Regions from separate parts of the Pan troglodytes genome. Here regions 2 and 3 are each linked to region 1. A link is a contact called in public HiChIP or PLAC-seq data. All regions are on one chromosome and are shown on one strand. Each heading gives the region's core, a stretch centred on a gene start, on an enhancer-like site or on the middle of the called end of the contact. The rest is flanking DNA. Distances are from core to core; before and after follow the strand shown. Region 1 holds the start of C15H15orf40 (chromosome 15 C15orf40 homolog). Region 2 holds the start of WHAMM (WASP homolog associated with actin, golgi membranes and microtubules). Region 3 holds the start of HDGFL3 (HDGF like 3).

Region 1 (3,005 bases), core at 503-3,002:
TGTCTCTTCTTTCTCTGGCCAATGTCTCCAGTTTTGGAACAGGACAAACTAAGAATAATCCAGACTACACACAAGTTTCCATAACTGTCCTTTCTAAAATACTGTATTTTTAAAGAGGAAAATATACAATGGTTTTCGTGTAACTTGGCATGATTTAAAGATATATTCACTTTAAGACACCTTTACATTAGAATCTAGAATTTTAAAATGGAGAAGCCTCTAACTGCAGATGTGAAAAATCAACTGTCATAGAATAAGCTTTCAGCTAACCAAAGCAAAGGAGGGCTGTAGGAGACACCTGATTCACACTTGAATCCCACCCCAGTGTCCAGGTATACCTGTTACAGCATTTTGTTTGGAGCCAGGTTTTGCATGGATGGCTATGGTGACGCATCCTTTAGGATCAACTGCCACAGGACCTAAGGGAGGAAGTGGTCTCTCTGGTTCCTTGCTCTGGCTTTTACCCTAAAATGACAACCACACAACTTTACAGGTTACAAAATATTTTCCCACACATTTAATTTGATTCTTCCACTACCCCCTTTCACCCTTAACAGACAAACTAGGCTCATCAGTGGTGTCCAGGGACTTCTGGCCACCTAGAACGCTTTTCCCACAACCTTCAAGGCTCTACTCAATTTTCCCACGAAGGGTTCCCATCAACCCAACAATGTTTTTTCCTCCCTTGCAAGAAAACCTAACTCTGGCTTCTAAACCTTAATGCTTGTTCCTCCCTCTGCTTTGTATTTCCAATTCCTTGGGGGCAGGGATTATTTATTATTCATCATTGTATCTCATGCAGTCGGAGCTAATAAATGTTGGTGAAAGTGTGTATGTCTGCATGTTGCGGGAAAGGGAGGAAAAAACAATAGTGCTTGATATTTAAAGGCCTGTTATGGGACAGGGGCTGTGCTAGGAACTTTGGTTCAACAAATATGTAGGCAATGGATATGTAAAGATGAAAAGGTACATGGTCCTTGCTCTCAAGGAGCTCGGACTGCTGCGAGGGAGAAAGAACATACAAAATTATAATACACTGTGCTAAGTGCACCGATGAGATAGGCACAGAACATTACCCCACAGGCAAATCAGCATTGGGGCACTGGAGAATGCTGCCAGCAGGAGGCAGTGCTTGAGCTGAGTCTGAGAAACGGACTGGGGTTGGCCAAACAAAGATGGTGGAAATGGGAGTGCTGTATTCTTGACAGAAGGGGTGCGATCAGCCAAAGCAAGGGAGGAGAAAGCAGAATACAGCCTCCTGGGGAAGCGCAGGTCATGCCGCTGCGGGAACATGAATTGCTGGACTGGGAGTGCGGGTAGGAGGCCAAAGGTCAGCACACGCAGCCCAAGGAGAGCTCGGCTGCCGCCGGGCCCAGCGCTCAGAAGTCACCGGGTGGACGGCAGCGCAGCCTACTGAGGCGGGGCGACGGCAGCAGGAGCCGCAGCTCTGGGGGTGGCGGCGGCTGTCCTGAGCCCCGGAACTGAGAGACGGCAAGCCGCTGGCAGTGCCTCCACTCACTCCCGGGCCCCGCTTCTCCCGCGCTCTTCAACAAGTACCCCTGAGGCCCACCCCTCTGCCGCCACGGGACCTGCTACTGGCCTTGGTCGTCGCACCAGCCTTCTTAGGCATCTCGGCGCGAAGAAGCCGAGCGGAGCCCCGAGTATTAGGTGTTGCCCGGAGGTGCCGCAGCATCCCCGCCTGGGAAGGCGCCGGAAGAGCCCTCTGCGCTTGCGCAGGTAGCCGGCAGGAGCGGCCCCAGCGCCCGGCACATCCGCTCTGGCCAGAGGGCGACACCTTAAGGCCGGCGGGAGCGAGTCTCGTGGCCGCAGAACATGCGCGAGCCTCTTTTGTTCTGGAACGGGCCGAGCCCCAGGAAGTGGAGCTGCGGAGCTGAGGCCTCACCGTGTCTTGGCCCACCCTGCTCAGCTGATAGGAAGGTGTGTCACCTCTGGTGTTCTTTCCTAATCGGGGAAAGAAAGGTATTGTCACTTCTCAGAATTGGAGAGCGCGGCAAGGAGTGCACAGGGCCAGGTGTCTTCTCGCTCCCACAGCCAAGCAGCAGATGCAGAGTCCCACGCACTGCCTGTGGCCATCAAGTCGATATAGAGCCTCGTGGCGGCTTGGCCCTTGTGAATCTTCCACGTATCGATGGCGCACCTACCTTGTGCCAGGCGCAGCGGATCCCACAATGTAAAAGAAGAGGAAATACACTGCGACATGTGATACGGCGAGACATGAAACAAATCAGCAGAGGCAAGATCATGGAGTCACTGAAGGCTTTCAAGCAAGGGATTAGCAGCCCAATTTGTTGGGTTTTAGAAAGACACCGGCTGCACTGTGGCCGACAGAGGAAAAGCCAGAGACAGGGAGATCCGCCCCCTAAATGGGAGAGAGTGGCCTGAACTAGAGTAACCGCAGGGAGGGTGGAGCGCTGATCATTTCAAGGATCTTCAGGAACTGAAATGATCAGAACTTGGGAATGACTGCATGTGCGAATAAGGGGGAAGAGTCAAGGAAATGCCCAGGTTTGGGGCCCAAGGAACAGGTTTGGGAGGCCGAGGTGAGGAGTTCAGCTTTGGACATAATGAGTTTGAGATGCCCACAGGACATCCAAATACAAATATTAAAGGGGTAACTGAATATATGTGACTGGAGTTTGCGAAATCAAGGCTGGTGATAGAGATTCTGGAATCTTCTGAAAGCAGATGGCAATTGAAGCTATGGAAATGGATGAGAGAGTGTGTAAAGAGCACGAGGGCCCAGGTTAGAACAGCAAGGGCAGGTAGAGAAGTCACCAAAGGACACTGACCAGGTAGGAGTACGGTGTAACGGCAGCTAAAGAAGGGCGCTTCAAGAGGGAACATCAACAGTGATGAACACTCTGGAGAGAACATGTCACATGTAACGACTGAGAAGTGGCCACAAGATTTAGAAATCAGGGTGGTGTTGGTGACCCGGGCTACAGCAGTTTTAGTGGAGAGAAGGAAATGGAGATAATTGTAGA
Region 2 (2,817 bases), core at 127-2,626, 200 kb before region 1:
TAATCTCTCTCCTCTCTCTCTCTCTCTCACACGCACGCACGCGCACACACACACACACAGTGTAATAGTCAGAGTTGTCCAGAGAAACAGAACCAATAGAATGTATACATATATGGAAACAGATTTATCATAAGGAATTGACTCATGTAATTATGAAGACCAAAAAGTCCCAAGATCTGCAGTTAGTAAGCGGAAGATCCAGGAGAGCCAATGGTGTGGTTCTAGTCCAAAGGCCAGCAGGCTCAAGACCCTGGAGAGCCAATGTTTCCATTTGAGTTGGAAGGCAGGAAAAAAACCCATATTCCCACTTGAAGGCAGTTAGGCAGGAAGAATTCCCTCTTATTCAAGCTTTTGTTCTATTCAGACCTTCAATCGATTGGATGAGGCCCACTCACATGAGGGAGGGCAACCAGTTTTACTCAGTCTACTAACTCAAAGGTTAATCTCATCCAGAAACACCATCACACACACACACCCAGAATAATGTCTGACTAAACACCTGGTGACCCAATCAAGTTGACACATTAAAATTAACCATCATACATATATATACATATGCTATAGACAGTTTATATTCCCCTAAAATTCCCATGTTGAAACCAAATCCCCAATGTGATGGTATTTGGAAATGTGGCCTTTGAGAGGTGATTAGGTCATGAAGGCAAGCCCTCATGAATAAAATTAGTGCCATTACACTGGGGGTCCCAGAGAGCTCTTCCATGTGAAGATGCAGTAAGAATACAGGTATCTACGAACCAAGAAGCAGCCCTTCCTTACCAGACACTGAATCTGCTGGTGCTTTAATCTTGGACTTTCCAGCCTCCAGAACCATGAGAAATAAATGTTTGTTGTTTACAAGCCACCCACTCAATGGTATTCTGATATAGCAGCCTGAATGGACTAAGACATATATTAATATATAGAGAGAGGATAATTTTATTTTTTCTTTTCTTTTTTTTTTTTTTTTGAGGCAGAGTCTCACTGTTTCGCCCAGGCTGGAATGCTGTGGTGCAATCTCGGCTCACTGTAACCTCTGCCTCCTGGATTCAAGCAATTCTGATGCCTCAGCCTCCTGAGTAGTTGGGATTATAGGGCATGCACCACCACGCCCGGCTAACTTTTCTTTTTCTCTTTTTTTTTTTTTTTTTTTTTGGTATTTTTAGTAGAGGCGGGGTTTGGCCATTTTGGCCAGGCTGGTCTCGAACTCCTGACTTCAACTGATCCGCCCACCTCGGCCTCCAAAAGTGCTGGGATTACAGGTGTTAGTCACTGCACCCAGCCACCCACGACAATTTTATAATTAGAAAGATTGACAGTTTCCTCTTGAAAAACCAAATAGATAAGAAAACTAACAGAAATAACACAGTATAAAGCAGATAGTAAAAAGATATAATGTGAGGAACATACAAGAAAGATATTTAAAACAGACTGTTAAAAATCATAAGTAACTCATACTAGTTAAAATAGTATATTAAAATAGGGGAAAATCAATCACTTCAGCTAAAAGTTTATCTCTCCAAGAAGACTGAGTGACTGAGTCCCAGGGCCCAATCCCCAACCCTCACACCGGCAGCAGGCATAAAAGGGGAGGGACCTTCAGCCAAAGGCACCTTTCCATCTTCAAGTTGCATTCCACAGAGGTTCCTAGATTTCTTGAGGTCATTTTCAAGGCAGAGAGATGCCCTAACTAGAGCTTTAGCTTCGCCCTGATTTTTTCGTTTGCTTATTGTTTACCCTTGGGGATAACAGCAAGTACAAAATCTGATTCCAACTTTTCCCAGCTCAAAACCTTCACAAACACTTTCACTTGTTCCCGAATCAACACCTCACAGGCCTTGCTTTGGCAAACGGCTCCTGATCCCAGCTTCCTGGCATCTCCCTCCTTTCCTCCTCCCATTCCCACCACCTGTCTCAGTGCACTCCCAGGATGGGAGCTGACATGGACTGTATTTCTCAGTCGACACTGCACATTTCCTAGGCAGAGACTAGGGCCGTCTTGGTGCTTGTTGCATGAACAGATCTAGCTCCACCCTGACACGTAAACTGGATTTCCTGATATCTCCTTAAACAGGCCTTCCGTAGCCAGGTGGGCATGTCAAGCCCGAGTGTCGGTGTATCTTAAGTTTGTCTGGGCCTCCGTTTCCTTAACTCTAAAGTGAAGAGTTAGAACACAGATTGTATTTAAACACCCTGGTTGGGAGCTGCAGTGCCCTGAATTCCCCCTCTTACTCCACCCCCTCAATACTGACACACAGCCGACACTCAATAAAAGTTTGTTGAATTGACAAAAATAAATTTGCGGCTTCTTGCCCAGTACTTGGCACTTAGAGGCCCTCAATAAATGACTATCGAGTTTATGTTTCATCTCCCCAGCGCATTTGTGACATTCTTAAGGGCGGGAACCATGTACTCAATAGGGCCCTGATGATAGAAAAGAAAATCAGCTTGGTCCCTGTTCTCAAGTTCATAGTTTAGTGTGGGAGACTAATACAATAACTCGCCGATTCAACAGATATTTTTCCAACGTCCGTATGTATTGGGTGGAAAAGGTGAGGCAAGAGTTGTATTTCCCGGACTCCTGAACAGGTTGCGAGATGATTGACTCCTGAGGGAGACCTTCTCACCTTTTCATTGGTTGTCGCTGGCCCTCTCGTCTATCACCCAACCAACCCCGAATGCCTCTTGTAAGCCCCACCTCCGGCAGCCAGCCAATCAGAAGTGCCGGGGCCCAGGGTGCTGCTGGGGCACTGACGCGGTTTCGATTCTAGCGAAAAATGCTTTGGCTCGGACCGTCCCGTGACAGGCGGTGCGAGGAGG
Region 3 (2,821 bases), core at 206-2,705, 200 kb after region 1:
TTTTTCTTGATCTTGCTATCTTCACTTGACTACAATACAACATCTTAGAGCTCACACTATATTTATGCCAATTTTCTCCATGCCTGTTTCCGTTCCTAAAGGATACCAATATAATCTCTAGAATGCCTTGACCCTCCTTTTCACAAGATTTCTTATTTCAAGCAATCAACTGCCAACCATACAAAAATAAAAATAAAAAGGATTTCTTCTAAAACACAAAGCACACATGGCAGTGTTGTGTGTCTTCCTCAAAGAGCTTAATAAAAATTGTGAATGCTACGTATTACATGCAGACGCTTTCTAGAAAAAGAGCCCAACGACAACCTTGTTATGTAGGAAGAGAGAGCTATTGTGGACTGTAGCAGGAGGCCAAGAATAAGGTTTGAGATTCTACCTAAAACAAATATGGAGGTGGAAAGGCACAAGAAGCTTGCTGGACCCACCAGTCAGAGGTAGGCTGCAAGCTCTCGGCTATCAGAGGTCGGTTTAAAAGAACGATGGGCACCAGAGAGGCACGTACCCTGGGACAATGATAGGGCAGGCGGGGCACCGGGAATCGCGCTCAGGGAAAACTCAACAAGTCTAGAAGGGAAAGAGATGGATGAATGACTGCCAAGAGGCTCCCGCTGGCCTCTGGATGACCACTACCACTTTCCAGGATTTACTGCCCGCCGGCACTCGCCGGCTCGCGGACAGCCGTTCACCCCGCTGCCGTACCTGCCCCGACGTTCGCCCGGGACCCAGGGTATCCACCAATGACCCTGCCCGGAGCCGAAGCCTCCGTCGCAGGCCCGCTGCCCGGCGGCGTCGCTTCCCGGTCGGCACCGGCTTTCCAGGAGGAAGGCAGCGTCGGGCCTGCGGGGGCCGGACCCGCCTTCGAAAGTGGGCGGAAGGATGGCCGCCCTGGCGGAGTGCGGGCGAGGCCGGGAGCCCTTGCCTCAGCCCCGGCCCCGTCTTCTTCGTGCCGCGCCGCCCTCAGCCCTCACCACAGCCGGCCGCGAGCTGCGGGCTCGGGGCTGAGGCGATGGGGAAAGGGGGCGGGCGCGCCATCATGAAGGGGAAAATGGTGGGCGGGCGGGCCCGCGCGCGGCCGCGGTACTCACCCGGGCCGGCCAGTGCGGGTAGCCCTTCATCTTGGCGAAGACCAGGTCGCCCGCTTTGTACTCGCGGGGCCGCGGACGCGCCATCCCAGCCGCTCCCCTTCCTGGTAGTCCTTGGTCGCCGCGAAGATGCCGGGAGGCCGCCCCCCCGCGGGCCGACGGATTGCGCCGCGCTCCCCGCGGGCCTCAAGCCGGGCGGACGAGCGGCCGCTCCGACGAGGGGAAGCGGCGAGGCGGCGGCTGAGGCAAGGGGTGGGCGGGGGGCGCAGCAGGCCCGGCAAATCACGGCCCGGCAGCGGGGGAGGGGAGCCCCCGGCCGTTCGGCGCTCGCCCGCGTCCGGCCGCGCCAAGGTCCCCGCCGCCGCCGCCGCCGCCGCCGCGCGCGCTGCTCACCAGCGCCGCGTCGCCTGCCTCATGCCGCCGCTGCCGGTCTCCCTCCCGGGCTCCCGGGCGCGGCGCGAGCGCCGGGCCTCGCGTCTGCTCCGAATTCCTTCTCGGGCAGCGACCGCAAACACGATCTTATTATTGTTCTCGCGCGCGCTCAGCATCCCCCCCGCCCCGCTTCCCGCTTCCCGCTTCCCGCTCCCCTCCCCTTCCCTCCCGCGCCGGCCGGTTAATTCCTAGGTACACGGCCGGCTTTCGCGGAGAAACCGAGCGCGCCAGCCCGGCTTCTCGGCTGGCGGGCGGGCGGTGGGCGCGTCCTCCCCCAGCACCGAAGCCCGCGCCGGGCGGGCGGGAGTGCCTACTCCGGAGGACGCCCGCCGCCTGCTCTCTTTTGTTCTTGGCCCGGAGCTGCCTGCCGCAGCCCAGCCAATCACCACCCGGCCGCCCCCTTCCCCTCCCGTCCGTGCCACTCTGGGGGTTCTCCCCACTCGCGCCCCCCGCTCCCACGCCCACCTCCCGCTGACTCGACCCTCTCCTGGCTACCCCCAGCCAGCCACTTCCGCGGCTGCTCTCTGGTGAGTGGGGGACAAAGGCGCTCCAGGCCTAGGGGACGGCGGCGCGAGGGGACCCTCTGCTGGGCACCAAGCTGCCGGAAAGAGCACCGCTCCGGAGTCAGCGACCTTATTGGATTCTTGCCCCAGGTCTGCCCTTAACAATGCAGTGTGACCCACCTAGGGCGAGCTATTTAATCGGAGTCATGGGAGGTTTTCTCATTTGCTGAATGGCACAGACGGGATTCGAACCTGTATCCACATGAGTCCAAAGTCCATAAGCGGTTATGTTTCTCTCTGTGTGCGTTTCCTAGGCCTGCAGTGTTTGTGAAAAGGACTTGCACTGGCCGGTCACTTGTTTCCAATCCTGGCAACCTTTTGGACAACGTTTTTGAAATTAGCATCCCTTTCTGGAGATTTATGTACATATACAGTTCATTAGCTCTAGAACATGTTCATTTACCACCATTTTACTCTAAATTCCCTAGCTGGCTGCTTTCAAAGACATTTTGAGAGTAGGAATCTTCCTAACACTCTCTTTTGTGAGGAGTAAGTAGAATAATTCAAGGAATCGTTTGGAGTCTGTCCAATGAATGAATGCTGCTTCTTTAATCATGCTGTAACCCACCTCCTTTAAGGGGTCAGCTGGCATAGCTCCTAAATGCTGCTTTCTGTGGCCCTCACCTTGTCACACGGACAGTTCTCATTTGTGTCTGTTCTCTCTCCCTTTTACAGAAGCTACAGTTTTCCCCACCATCCGCCCCCCTCTCTGGCCTTGTAGAATGG

Evidence for each region. HiChIP or PLAC-seq counts read pairs in DNA pulled down with a chosen protein or histone mark.
Region 2: a contact with region 1 is called in an H3K4me3 HiChIP or PLAC-seq map of stem cell-derived excitatory neurons, with 2.0 times the contacts expected there. The contact joins the promoter of WHAMM here to the promoter of C15H15orf40 in region 1. A contact is called at or near these places in 1 of 7 Hi-C or Micro-C datasets (stem cell-derived neural progenitor cells) and 1 of 1 datasets of contacts at active chromatin or transcription factors (stem cell-derived excitatory neurons).
Region 3: an H3K4me3 HiChIP or PLAC-seq map of stem cell-derived excitatory neurons shows a contact between it and region 1, with 3 times the contacts expected there. The contact joins the promoter of HDGFL3 here to the promoter of C15H15orf40 in region 1. A contact is called at or near these places in 1 of 7 Hi-C or Micro-C datasets (stem cell-derived neural progenitor cells) and 1 of 1 datasets of contacts at active chromatin or transcription factors (stem cell-derived excitatory neurons).

Annotation. Positions count from the first base shown.
Region 1 is chr16:75,606,758-75,609,762 of NHGRI_mPanTro3-v2.0_pri, reverse strand. C15H15orf40 (chromosome 15 C15orf40 homolog) reads right to left here and starts at 1,752. Exons shown (of 5, transcript XM_054667092.2): 1 at 1,601-1,752; 2 at 339-465. The coding sequence starts at 1,693.
Region 2 is chr16:75,802,419-75,805,235 of NHGRI_mPanTro3-v2.0_pri, reverse strand. WHAMM (WASP homolog associated with actin, golgi membranes and microtubules) reads left to right here and starts at 1,376. Exons shown (of 10, transcript XM_510552.8): 1 at 1,376-2,817.
Region 3 is chr16:75,407,567-75,410,387 of NHGRI_mPanTro3-v2.0_pri, reverse strand. HDGFL3 (HDGF like 3) reads right to left here and starts at 1,455. Exons shown (of 7, transcript XR_008539646.2): 1 at 1,104-1,455.